2 separate regions of the Mus musculus genome follow, and region 2 is linked to region 1. A link is a contact called in public HiChIP or PLAC-seq data. All regions are on one chromosome and are shown on one strand. The core of a region is the stretch at or near the end of the contact, and the rest is flanking DNA. Distances in the headings are between cores, read along the strand shown. Region 1 has its middle 30 kb from the start of Dut. Region 2 holds the start of Secisbp2l (SECIS binding protein 2-like).

Region 1 (7,123 bases), core at 3,831-6,330:
GCTGTGGGAGACCATTGAGACAACACATTTTCCTGTCAGAGCACCAGCATATATTTGAACAGTTACGTTTTTGTTAGGTAGGGATATTAGTACTTCCCTAAGTGCTGGCTGTGTGGGCCTGATGGCTGTTTCTTAAGTGACTGGCAATGACACCCCCCCACCCCACCCCATTTAACGTTTTAAAAAGCTAGTCACTGGCTGTCACTTGTCAGCATCCTTGCCAGTCCTGTGGAACACTGTCTAGAAAAAGCATAATTTGGGGTTTCTGCTTCTTCCTGGGTATGCCCTTTCTGGCTAAGGTGTAATTGAAGAGAAAGTATAACAGGGTTCCCAGCTTCAAACATAGCACAGCCCTAGATTTGACAGCGAATATAAATATGGAGATACTGAATCTAAATAAGAAATTTCCAAAATTAAAACGAAATACAGCTAATATGTCAGGAACAGACATACAACCCTGCAATATATAGTTTTTTTCTCAGATTTTTTTAAATAAAAATTTAGACACTTAAGTAATCTTTCACTTTCCGTTGGAAATTTCCCTTATGTGAAAGCCATTTGCAACTAATTATGAAGTGACATCATCCAAGACTTTACAATCTTACCTCTGGAAACTCCCATGATAGGATATCACTAGGTTTTTCCCTCTGGCTCATTTAAGAAGAGCTGGCCACATGTCTAAATGGCACTTCCTGAAAGCAAGGCAGCTTACCTGTCCATGAAGTTTGCTGAGTAATTGGCTTCTAACGTGTCACCAACACATAGCCACACATAGGTGCAATCATGCTGGTTCTGGGGCTTCCAGGAGGTATTGGCGAGGAAGATGCCTGGCACTTATGCATCCTGGGGCAAACCCAACAGTTGACACACGCACCATTGTCTGAAATTGTCTGTTCTTAGGCTTGACATGCGTGTTCCAGACCATTCCAGAATTCTCATACATGCACGTGGGGTTTGAGTAGTAACATGATAAGCTGTTCTGAGTTCTACCTCATTCTTCCAGCAGTTCATTCACTCTACATCCCAACCTGACTCTTTCCTCCTCCTCTTCAGCCTCCTGCTCAGTCTTGCTCAGGAGGAAACTCATGTTCTCCAGCTTCTCTAGCACAACGTTAGGAGTAGTATTTAGGGCTCTCTCAGGAGGCACTCCTAAACACCCAGGTCCTCACTTTGAGGATCTGGAAGAACAGCTTTCAAGGCTCAAAGTGACATTGTGTTTTCAAATGGATAATGAAGACACACAGCTCTGCAGTCTCCATATTCCTACCTCTCTGTGTGCTCACCGCATTCCTCAATGCTTTCTCTGAGGACATGTGACCCACTGTCCACTGGAGACATTTTCTTTTCTTTTTTTAAAGATTTATTTTATTTTAATTATGTTTGTGTATTTGCGACTCTTGTGGGTATGCCCATATAAGTCCAGTTGCCTGAGAGGTCCAGAGATGTTCCATTCCCTGGTACTGGAGTTGCAGGTGGTTGTGGCCCATTCGGTGTGGGTACTGGGAACCAAACTTGGGTAAGTTCACACTCTTAACTCTCAGCCCTGAGAATTTAGTTCTTTTTATTTATTTATTTATTTATTTATTTATTTATTTATTTATTTAATGTGTATGTATGAGTGTTTTGCTTGTATCTGTGTGCCTGGAGCCCTTGGAGAACAGAAGGGATACAGATCCCCTGGTACTGGCGCTACACAGGTGTTGGGTCCTCTGGAAGAGCAACAACTGCTCCCAACTGCTGAGCCCAGAATTTGGTTCTTATCAAAAGCACAAAATCTTATCACTTGCTATGCTCATTTTCAATAAATCCTAAATATTATCATTACTTTCTTTGTAACTGCAATGATTTTCTTAAGAAGTAAACTTCTGACATCTGAACCATTAGGAGTAGAGAGTTATTGTGCTACTTTCAAATTAATAATTTAAGTTACCCAAGAGGAGAGTTTTCAAACCAGCCAGGAGACAAACATCAGATGGAGAAAGGAGTTGTTTATTGTTATCAGCAAATTTTGTCATTTTTTTTAACTGTCTGAAAAAAGCGGATCAGTTTCATGTCACTATTGAGAAATAGGGCCCACCAATGCTAGCTAGCATTGTAGTCTGTTTTTCCCATAAAGAGTGTTTTGTGAAAGACACACCCAAACCGTACAAGAGCAGAGCTTGGGAACCTCGCTCTGTTCCAGAAACCAGAGTTCCCACATAACTGCATAATGCGATGCTATCAGGTTTCCAGCTCCCCACAATGCCTGGTGCAGCAGCGAGTTCATCACTGCCACAGGGAGGTGTAAGTACCAGGAGAGATGACCCAGACAGAGTGTTTGGAGTACTGGGGATTACTGTGAAGAAGCCAGGGCAGCCTAGCCCTGCATCTCAGCTTTCAGCCCCAGGCCAAGTTTATCCAGGATTAAGCAGGCAGCCATTTTCTCCTCCTCGCTGTGCTAACATTGTGGGTTGGTGTTTCTGTGAAGGTCCAGGAAGCAGAGCATTTATTCTGCTGATCTTGTTTTCCTGCTATGAAACACCATATTTCCAACAGCAGTTCTTCTGATTGTCCCTTTGCAGAACAAAAGAAATTCTCATTGATTTTTGAAGATGAGTTCATGATGGTAAAGATAAGGATGGTAGCTCATAGGTAAATGCCATCATGGCTGTACTAGGTTTTAACCTGTGTTCACTCTTTCCTAAGTCATTATCCAGTCCCAGATCCTGACCTGAAGTGAGACAAGCTTACCAGTGGAGTGGATGGAGTTTATTGAATCCTTCCCTCCGCATTCATTCTCATTTCCCATTTGCACAGCACACATCCCATGCTGAAGGCCTGGTTGCTTCAGCTTTCCTCTGTCACAGCCTGGGTGGGCCACCTCCTGTGACCTGATGACCAAATCCCCATGACTTCTAATCCCATGTCTTAAGAATGATCATCACCCTGGCTTCTAGATCCTATGTCTCTGTTTACCTTGCTAGTGGCAAATCCTTTGGCTAAAAGTTATCCAGATGTCCCGAAGAGCTAAGCACTGCCAGAGGTTAAACAGTCTTGTAGAATGACTTCCAAAGATTTCCCCCCAAGTAACAGAACGCTTTCTTCTTCAAATTAAATCCCATGCAGATGCCTGATATCTAAAACAGATGAATGTGGCATGGCAGACAATGTCCACAAGGTTCTCCTACTAACCCTGAGGAATCGTTACAAACTCGAAAGGCTCCTCTTACCATGGCTTAGAAGCCATTATCAGACAGGATGGCAGAGGGAACCAAAAGCCATGTGCATCGCCTCAGCAGCTCTTCATTCAAGAATTGCAACTTCTCTTCAATGACCTGCCCCTGAACTCAAGCTTCCTGGAGCTCCCTCAGAACAGAGGATGAGGGTGGCCTAGAGTGTCACTGGCTCCCCACTCCATTGCTCAATTTGTCCTTGTTAGTTCTCCCCAACATCCTGGGAGCCTCTGGTCAAACGAATTAGGGTCCTCGCCACTCCTTCCTCTATCCATCTGTGTGAGGGACTTATGAATGTCTATAGCCTTGATTTGTTTTTGGCTTGCTGAAGATTATATATATCTTCACAAGGTATATACATATACATGAAAATAAGCTAGCTATATAAAAGTATTAAACTATTATGTGTACTTTGAAATACTTTTAGTGATATGCTTAAGTTGTAACAGTGAATTTTTATTGAATTGCAATCACCACTAAAAACCTAGTTGGCTCTAGAGACACACACAAAGATACAACACTGAAGAAAAACATGTTTTCAGCATCCCTTAGTGCCATGACTACAGTTTATCAGTGATCTAAGTACTATCAGAAACTTTTTTCTAACTTTTAAAAATTAATTTTTTTTACTAATTCACTTTATATCCTGCCCACTGCCCCTTCTGATTACCCCCTCACTCAATCCTTCCCTCCTCCCCCCTCCCCTTCTCGTAAAGGTAGACACCTCCTCTAGTAATGTTCTGAATGGCGAGGATGGGTGAGAAGCTCACATACTTGGCCACACTTGGAAAATTGTGACTTTCTAAGTAACCAGCACGGCAGGTTTGAGCAGCCCATGTGCAGGCTGTGGAGGAACAGGCAAGTTTCAGCATTGCTCTGTGTCATTCCTATGACAGTAGCCATAGAATTCACAGAGGCTTCAATGAGGTCAGAAAGATGCTGCCATCAAGATCCTAGAGAAATGGTGCCTAATGACAGAAAAAACAAACAAACAAACATGTGTTTGGGCAGTAACATAGGCAGGTAATGTCAAAAATGATCCAAAACCTATCAGAGCATTTGACAAAACAAAAATGGAGGCACTTGGAGATGACCTGTGAGGAAAGGTGAAAGCCTAGCATATCTGTAGTATCACTTATCTGCCCCAAGCCTATGACATACAAATGAAACAGGGAATCATGGAAGTCCTGATCCACAAGTGGAGTTAATCACACGTGCACATACTCCATCAAAGGCGGAGATTTTGACAGGACAGACAAAGGATTTCCCCTCTTCCCATTAAGCCATTTAACATTTTCTTGGTTAGACTTGTAGTCCTAGATCTCTTTCAACGCAGCACTCTAAAAAGCCACTTCCAAGATTCTAGAAGAGACTTAAGGGCCATTTCTGTGATTCCCACTTCCCTCTTCTCCTGTCCTTGATCCACCACTGGGGTTGTGACTAAGGAATTAAGCTGAGCGAGAAGAAGGGGCTTCATCCTAAATAGCTACTACAAAGCAAGACCTCCATCAAAGATGTGGACTAGTCACTCTCTACTGTAATGATATTTGTCTCAGTCAAAGTACTCGGAGGGAAACTGAGGAGGCTGCTCTCTGCTGAGCACGAAAAAGGAAACCGCAGGGTTTTATATGAGAAGAATAAACCATGACTTATCCTGTTTGAGCTCTCAATGACAAGATTCCATAGGGCTGATATGGACTGTTTCAACATTAATTACATAAATTTGGCAACCACAGCTGGCTCTATCCTTAAGATTTTTAATAACCTCTTAATTTGCCAAGCTTCCCGATGACTTCAAATAGTTGTCCAGCCCAGGGGCCCTCCTAAGTGGGACAGTGACTCACTGCCCCGAGACTCCCCTTGCACAGCTCACTGGACTTCGGCCATTCTCGCTTTCCTCCTCAACTCTGTCTTCCTCCCATGCTCTCCCCAGATGGATTGTTAAGTTCCTTTGTTTGGTCTACTCATTGCCGGGCTCCACCCATGATTGCTTCACCTTCTCCTGGCTGCTCTTATCTGTCTCAACTGCCCTTTTAGCAACCCCGTGGTGCAGTGGGCTGCATTCTCTGGCTCTAGCCCACTCTTCCCCAGTTCCTGTCTTCCCATCCTCCGTGCTTCTCTGTTTCCCAAGTCCCCACCCTTCCTGGTCCACCCGAGTGTTCCTCTCCAAGGTCTGTCCTTCTACACAGGTTTCTTGTTAAATGTCCCCTGCTGAAATTCAACTTCAAAGGACCTTGGTCATTTTCTTGTCAAGAGGTTGGCATTTGTCTTGGTGCTCTCTTCACAGGCTCTTGCTCCTGTCTTGTCCACAGATAGACTTTAGTCCTTATCATGTGGGCCTTGGAAATACAAGTTCAAGCTTGCTTTCTTCCTTACTGGAGTGAGTGGGAGGATAAAGAGCAGAGAGCCCTTGTATGAGTTACTTGTGTTATTGTTGTGATCACATACCAGCAAGAAGCATTTTTTTTTTTAAGAAAGAATGGAGGCCGGAATGTCATCAGCCTCCCCAGTACCTGAGTGGAACAGGGCATTCTGTGTCGGGTAGCTGAGGCAGACAGCTGTAGTAACCATCACATCTGTCATTTAGGGTTTCCAGCCTGCCTGCTCCACAGGCAATAGTCAGATGTTAACTCCCCAATATCTGTTTCTAAAAACCCTTCCTCTGCCATTTTTATTCTTCTGTGAAATAAATACACACACACACACACACACACACACTGCCCAATTGATTAACATAGGCCTTGAACCTTTCACTTTTTCCTCAATCTTTCTGCAATTCTTAAGTCACATAAATGCATATTTTCAAACCCTTATTTTAATGTATGCACATATTTATATTTTTGCATGTGCTTATGTGCATAAAAGTGCAGGTGCCTGCAGCAGTGTCAGATTGCCCTGGAACTGGAGTTACTGGCCATTGTGAGCCATTCACTGTGGGTGCTTGGATATGAACTTGGGCCCTTTGTAGAAACAGTAGGTGTTTTTAACCCATGGATACCTTCTCCAGTCCCTAAACATGTTATTTAAGGTCTTCTAGGTTGGCAAAAGAAGAAATAAATGTAACAACACAATCATCAACAATAAGGAAGGCAATGGAGGACTTTTTTCCCTGAATATTCCGTTTCCCTTCATATTTCACCTCAGGTTTCTCTCACCTCCCCTTGGCTCTGGCTGGTCTGCCCACTCCCATAGGCTCTGGCTCTTCTGCCCACTCCCACGGGCTCTGGCTGGTCTGCCCACTCCCACGGGCTCTGGCTGGTCTGCCCACTCCCACGGGCTCTGGCTGGTCTGCCCACTCCCACGGGCTCTGGCTCGTCTGCCCATTCCCACGGGCTCTGACTCCCACGGGCTCTGGCTCGTCTGCCCACTCCCACTGGCTCTGGCTGGTCTGTCCACTCCCATTGGCTCTGGCTGGTCTGCCCACTCCCACGGGCTCTGGCTCGTCTGCCCACTCCCACTGGCTCTGGCTGGTCTGTCTACTCCCATTGGCTCTGGCTGGTCTGCCCACTCCCACTGGCTCTGGCTGGTCTGTCTACTCCCATTGGCTCTGATTTTCTTTTCCATTCACTTTCAGTTCCCAGGCCTTGAAATCCCTGTGCTGGGAAGCCTCTCTACCTTCCTAGCCAAGGGAGCCAGTCTTGGGACAGTACCACCAAGGGCATCTCAGACTGACTCGACTCAAGATAGGAATGGTTCAGGGGTGGCAGGTCAACAAGGAGCTTTGAAATTGTTCTTTTACCATTTTCTTAGAAAACTTTGAGGAAAGGAAAATGTTTACGAGCACATGGTGCACAGCGCATCCACCTGCGGATGTGAGCTGTTTAGCAGCGGGGTGTGAGGCTGTAGATGGTGACTCTTAAATAAGTTAAACTAGACAGGAAGTGTGACACTTTTCTAGAAAAATAAGGCTG
Region 2 (7,171 bases), core at 1,158-3,657, 500 kb after region 1:
CCAGGCAAAAAGCGAGATCACAAGTAGGACCTGGAATCCCAGCTCTTCCAGGCATCGAGGGGAAGATCTCTGAGATCTGCTGGCCACCCAGCCTAGCTGCTCAGTGAGTCCTGGGTTCAGTGAGACACCGTGCCTCAAAAAGTAAGGCAGAGAGCAGCGGAGGAGGCGATCCGCCCAACCTCGACCTCTGACCTCTATATTCACACCATGCACATTAACCTCCCCACACCTACCACACACACCACACACACACACAAATATCATACCAAGTAATAACTGTTTTTACAACAGCTAACTCTGACAGAACTTGTTTTGACTTAATAGTCTTTGTAAAAGAGAATACTCAAGAGGCTATTCCAGCTGTAAGATGGTTTCAGTCGTTAGTAGTTAGGATTATCCATCTAGCACTCTATTGCCAATGAACTGCTCCTTATAAACATATGTAAGGTTTATCTTTTTATAAAGAGCTTATGTAAAGAGTGGTTTATAAAACCTATGGCACGAAGGCCTTCAGACACAAACATTTAAAGTTACTCTTGTGCAGTCCTCCAAGGATTTATTACTTAGGCTAACTTGAAACACAACAAGTCTGTGTTGAGTACAATTATAAAAAACTGACTTATGCAAACTGCTAAGCACGACAACAGCTAATGCTGTAGGCATTTTCAGAAATTCTGAACATAAGCCAACAATGGTTTAAAAGGAAAAACCAAAACACTAGGGAGGGGATGGGAATTTGGCACATATCACAAATAGTTCTTGAGGGCCTTTACCTAACTAAGGCTGTTTTGTACTGACTGTAGGCCAAGCTGAGGCAAGAGGTACTGGAGGTTTAAACAAACAAACAAACAAACAAAAACCCTTCGTTATCAAATCCTTCTGCATGGCTTTTTTTCCCTAGCTCTCAGATTTCCAAGAATTTAAGTACATGGTGGAGTTTGTGGAATGACAGAAGAGGATACTCTCTAGATAATCTGCTACACTTGCTCTTAGGGTAATCACATGAGGAGTGCCATGCTAAATGTTACCATCTAACCAGGTAATTACATTTCCTCTAAGATGAAAGGAGACATAAGTGAGTATACATATGCATTAGTGCTTCCAGAGTGCCCAGGACGGACAAAAACATCCCACCCTTTCATTAGAGACACACGCGCAAGGAAATTTCCTTTTCCTTCGTCAAGGCTGGAAATCTCAGGTTCCTTTTTCAGAATTACTCTCAAAAACAATGTTTTAATAAATTCACTACATACTGTAACATAATACTCCGGGCCACAGTGAAGTGTGTATTTTCCAAGTGGTCCCACATCAATTTTCTCTTGGTAATTGGTGTTCTTTAATAAAAATAAACTTCTAATCTCTGGAAGATTTGCTTTCCTTTTTAAATCTGTGTGGTAAGGTCCTGTGGAAAGTGCTGAGAGAGGAGAAATCTTTCATAAGAGGTCTAGGATAGAATGGACAATACGACAAGAATCAACAACAGAAACGGCGAAGTGTTCAAAATTAGAAAGCTGTGTTTTGGCTTGAAAAGTGTGCGATTCAAAACCAAAACTGTCGTTAACTATGTATAAACAGAAACTTGGGAGATGGTATCTCATTTACTCGAGTTAATTAACTATTCGCAAAACTAACAGGCAAGTCACCAGTGTTCTCCTTTCAACTATGTGACTAACTGACCAAGGTCCTGGTAGAGGGAAATTGACAGCGAACAAAAATCACACTCAGTCAAATTAAGTCGTTTCCAGGGAAGCTGTAAAATACTGGGGAGGAGGAGGAAGCATGACACTATTCTTCTAAGTTATTTTTCACCCTGCCATTAGCCCTTCCTCCCAACTCTTCCAGAAAGAATTCGATGCAATCAAAACACTAACAGACCACTAATGGAACTACTGTGCGAATACGAATATGGACTCAACTTGAACTCTTGCTCCATTTTAAAAGAATAATTATTTGCAAAGTAACTAGACAGGAAAACAAGGGTAAACCACGGTAGTCTCTTCATAAAAGAAATACACTCCAGACTGCTGCAAGGGCAACGCTGTCGCCGCTGAGCTCCGCCGGTCCACCTCCCCCGGCCTTTCAGCTTCGGCGGCCTGCCGGCCCGGAGGCCCGAGAGCAGCCCGGGCGCTTGCGTACCTGCTCGGCCGGCGCTCGGTCCATGGCGCCGGCGACAGGCGCCGGCTCTAGTCGGTGTGCGCAGCGCCGCGGGCCGCTTTCTCCATGGCCCCCCGCTCGGTCCCGCCGGGCTCGGTCCACTCCGCACAGCCGGCCGGACGCCGACTCGGCTACGCCACTGGCTGGGGAGGCGGCTCCAGCTCAAGGCGGGGGAGGCGGCGGCCGCCCCGGGGAGGGATCATCTGGGACGGAAGCCGAGCGGGACCGAAAGGGCGGAGGCGCAGTAGGAAATGGAGATACGCAGGGGCGGGGATGGCCGAGGAGCGACGGGGGCGGGGGGAGGGGGGTGGCTAGCGGGCAGCCAAGGCCAGGGGCACTGCCTGGTTGGGTTACTCCTCCCACTCCCACCTAGGCAGGTTGGGCTGCCTGGAACTCAGGACGCATGTGTTCACTTTGCCGGGACCTCAGAGACTGCTCAGAAGGCAAAACCTACTCAGGATATTGGAAGAGCTTGTAGCTGCTCACTAGTCCTGTGATCCTGTCAGTACTCTAAAAGAATGAAAAGAACGAACAATCTTGCCCTTTGAAAATTGCACAAATAAATTGCATACACAGAGTAGCAGCCATAGGTAAGAAGCCCTGTTAAAAAATCTCCACAAATAATGATTAATTAATGTTATTGTCCCGGTTCCAGACTCACATCTAGCCTCAACTCCAGGCTGATTTTGCCCATTTCGAACCCTATTTTTACCCAAAACCTGCATAACTACCCAAGAAGAGATTATCTTCTCCTCTGCTTTCCCCATATGGTTAAGAATTGTTCCTTTTAATCTCCAGGTCATCAGCTCCTTAAAGACTAGAGTTTGCCTTGAAACTAAACCCTACTGGTAGATTCCCTCTGGGGAGTTAGACAGCCTCCAACACACACAAGCTCTCCACAAGAGTTCTGGCTTGATAACGTCGGTCAGCTGAATTATATATACTTCAGTGAAGAAAGAGAGTAGAGTTGGCTGCTGTTAGGGTCACTGGCCAGGGGATCTATGTCTGGAAAAGGGAAAAGGATATCTAAGAAATCTGCTTCGTCATCACGCTTTGGGAGATGTTCATAAAGCCTTTTCAGTTAATCCAAGTCTGTAAGGAGAGAGTGGTCTGTAAAGATCCTGGCTATGTTAGTGTGGAAGCTGTATTTCTGCCAGCTTAAATGAATGCATTTTGTCTACAGGACATATGAAGGCTGGTCTGCAAACCACATGATGGAGAAACACTTATGCCTGTACATGAGAGTTTCGTGCATTTGGTTTTGTTTTTCCACTGTATGCACACTTTTATTTCAGTTGCACATGCATTTGTGTTGAAAATGTGTGAGCTGTGTAATGTCAGATTCCTTAGAGTCTATTACAAACCCTTGCTCAGGATTCAATGGCTGCAGAAGAAATTTAAGGCTGATCCACAAAGCAAAGCTATTTATACAGGGCAGTTACATAAGCCACAGCGGCTCACCCTCCTTTCTGACAGCAAGATGAGATGAGCTGTGCCCCTACCGGTGGTCTTTAGCTGCAAGACACCCAGCCTGAGTTAAAAAGTCATTAATGCAGTACGGTATTTGAGGTTTTCCCCTTCTTTGAAGGATCTGTAAGAGGAAATGTAAATACAGAGTCTCTAAATATCGTTCCATATTGTATGATTTTTTGCGACTGAAATTGTTCTTGATGAGAATATTCTAAGTCCAATATTTAGGTAAAGTGTAAGAACTGTAGAAACAAGAAGTGTCACAGTGCCATATTAATGTAATGTAATCCTAAAAGGGAGAATGCTGTTGGCTATTAGAAGAAAATAATAAAAAAAAGAAGAGAATAATAAATCTATGGATAAAACAAAGAAATTTAAAGAACTATTTTACATGTGATACAAATGACTTCTTTCATTTAGCAACACATGTTAATATATTCACAGTGCTAAGTACAAGGCTAATCACTGGAAGGAAGTTCAGCAGTTAATGAGACATAGTAAGGGCAAAGGCCACATCTGTCCTGTGGGCAAGACACACACAGCAAGTAATTCCAAAGGAGATGTAATGTAGGTTCAGTAGGAATGGGGATTGAAGCTGGAGAAGGTAGACGTGAGAGAACAAGTTCCAAACAGATCAAGCAAGGAACGATCTGTAATGGAGATCAAGTAACGGAGACGAGGTCAGTGGGAGGAAGAAGACAAGAGCTGCCTGGGCTAGAGGCAAAGGCTAGCCTGAGATTTACCTCTTAGTTCCAAAACAAGAATAAAAGGGGGACAGGTTGCTAGGGAGAGAGCTCAGGAGTAGACTGCACACCTAGCATGCATAAGAATCTAGGTTCAACCCTTAGCAGGCACCAAAACACCATACACATACATACAGAGAGACACAGACAGACAGACAGACAGAGTCACACACATACATAGGAACAAGCTCTCTGAAGAATTTGGAAGTGCAAGATAAAAAGTCACTGGAAGAAACTGGCTTCCTAGAGACAGCCCACATGACAGAAGGAAAGATGCAATATGGCTAGAGTCATGTATACTCTAAGTTTAGGCTCCAGTGCTGAAGCGGTTGAATAGCTTTTGTTTTCTCCTTGAAATAAGATGCCAGGTTACCCATTAAGGGTGAAGGTGAGAGTGAGGGGGATGGCAGGGAGAGTTACATGATCATCTATCTATTCTTTAAAACTAAGAAAACAAGCCTAGCAGTGGCGGCACATGCCTTTAATTCCAGCACTAGGGAAGCAAGGGTAGGCACAGGCAGATCTCTGAGTTCGAGCCCAATCTGGTCTACAGAGGGAGTTCCAGGATAGCCAGAGATACGAAGAGAAACCTTGTCTCAAAAAAATAAATAAATAAACCAAAGTTTTTATTCTTGTGTGTGTGTGTGTGTGTGTGTGTGTGTGTGTGTGTGTGTTTGCTTTATCTCTCTCTTTTTTTTTTTTGAAAGAGAGAGAACATGAAGCTGAATGGGTAGGGAATTGGGAAGAACCTGGGAGGAATTGGGGGAGAGTAAAACATGATCAAAATGCATTGTATGAAAAAAATTTTTAAATTAATATATTTTTAAAAGTTGTGTTCATGCCATCAGATGTAAATTTTACAACAAAAGAAATGAAGTTGTAGTCAAATCTAGTTCTACCCTGTATACAGCCTTGTAACCTGGTCTTTATGAAGGTATAAAATAATATCATTGTCTCCAATGATTACTGAAACTTCTTTTTCTACCAAGTATTTCCCTCATATGCTGAAGTGTCTTCCCAGTCCATACCAACACCCAGCATATTACAAGTAAGTAATTAGGAAGTCAAAAATCATATGCTTCTGGGGGACTGCCACTCCCAATTTGATGCCCTGGAGACTCAGGCAGGCAATCTTTTAAGAATCCCTCTCATCAAACTCTAGGACATTATTTTTACTCTCTTATCCAATGGCTGCCCATCTAGCTTCTCCTCTGTCTATCCATTAAACCATCTTATTTTTTATCTATATCAAAGCAAATGGCAGAGTTCAGGATTCCTTTTCTCTGGGGAAAATGCGTACATCTACAAATCTACAATTAGAAAAAGCCAGGCTTATATGCACTGTTTTTTATACCCACAAAGCTTTTCCTAGGAAATTGGGTGTGTCAGTAAAGTCCCTGTATTCTCACAGACTCTGGGAGATGCTGTCACAGTCCCCAAGTATTTCCCCCACAGCTCTCCATTGGCTGGAGGTTAGGAGAAGCATCTCTTCTGTCCTGGGGTGAAGGTGGAAGCTAGCTAAGTAACAGACCTCTCTGAACAAAGCAGTACTTATGAGAGTCATCATGTCCACCACACCTCCGCCACCATCACCATGGCCTATGGTGAATAGTGGGATAACGGAGTCACAGCTCCAGGAACGTCAGAGCTGCTCTTGCATGCAGACAAGTACTTGTGCTAAGGTAAAAACCCCTGGTACCCTAGGTGTTGTCTGCCAAGGACTGTTCTTCCAGATAACAGTATATGGTGATTTAGTTAACTAGATCTGCATACAGTTAGTGATGTGGGAGGCACTGGACAAGGTAGGACAATACCAGAGTAAATGAGATACTGTCTCTGCTATGGTACAACTTACCAGCTCTTCTGGGAGACAAACAATGAGCATATTTTTAAAGGGTTACACTGATGAAGAGGATACTGTGAAGGAAATAAAGCCTTATTTATGGCAACTGCAGCTGGAGAGGGAGATGGAACCTTCGAGATGGGTTGACCTCTGAGGAGATGATATCGGACCTGACACACACACAAAAGAGGGGAAGATGAAAGAACAAAAAAGAGGAAAAAAATGCTAGAGAATCTGAAAAGAAATGGATGCAAATAGAGAATGAATGAAGGGAAAGGAGGAATGCAGATAAGACCAGAGTTCAGACCAAGCCAGATCTGTGCATTCTATGGGAATGTGTCTGAACTTTAGGTCAAAAGTCATTTGGGATTGGGACAAAGTTCAGTGGCCAGAGAGCTTAGCAGGCATAAAGCCCTGGGTTCCATCCCTAACACACACACACACACACACACACACACACACACACACACACACACAAACACATGTGGAGGATTTTGAAAAGGTTTGTTAAACTTATATGTATCATAAAGTTGAAGGGCTAAATATTAGAATACTTCAGTCCTAAAAACAAATCAAATGTTTGTTCAAGAACTGGTTTATCCCATCACAGTTGTCTCGTTAAAATATTTAAGACTGATGAGATGGCTCAGAAGCTGAAAGTATTTCCCACACTTCAATCCCGGAACCCACAGTAGGAGACCTAACTCTGAATGTTGTTCACACACAATAAATTAAAAGTTCTGCACATTGAACCCAAGACCCTGGGCATGTGGGTCAAGCACATTGGCACCGTTGTATACCCGCAGCCCTTCGGGAAGCATTTTACAACTAGGAGACAACCTCTGGGGCAAATGAGCTGGCAATCAGACAGAATATGCCGTGAAATCTCAATCAGGCCTGACTTCTCTAAAAAGGCTACACCATACCTCTGGCCCCCATTTCCAACTCCTTCACCTCCCCT

Evidence for each region. HiChIP or PLAC-seq counts read pairs in DNA pulled down with a chosen protein or histone mark.
Region 2: an H3K27ac HiChIP or PLAC-seq map of the NIH/3T3 cell line shows a contact between it and region 1, with 7 times the contacts expected there. The contact joins the promoter of Secisbp2l here to the enhancer-like site in region 1. A contact is called at or near these places in 5 of 39 promoter capture datasets (the 3T3-L1 cell line, 3T3-L1-derived adipocytes, the C10 cell line and 1 more) and 3 of 115 datasets of contacts at active chromatin or transcription factors (the NIH/3T3 cell line, embryonic forebrain and forebrain).

Annotation. Positions count from the first base shown.
Region 1 is chr2:125,273,546-125,280,668 of GRCm38.p6, forward strand. No RefSeq gene overlaps it. Among named protein-coding and RNA genes, the nearest start is that of Dut, 30 kb to the left of the region's middle. Within about 2 kb of position 5,081, at least 43 of the 459 cell types and tissues checked have an H3K27ac peak or open chromatin away from gene starts, as enhancers often do. A contact at or near this core is called in the NIH/3T3 cell line, where this site is marked.
Region 2 is chr2:125,780,463-125,787,633 of GRCm38.p6, forward strand. Secisbp2l (SECIS binding protein 2-like) reads right to left here and starts at 2,408. Exons shown (of 18, transcript NM_177608.3): 1 at 2,137-2,408. The coding sequence starts at 2,160.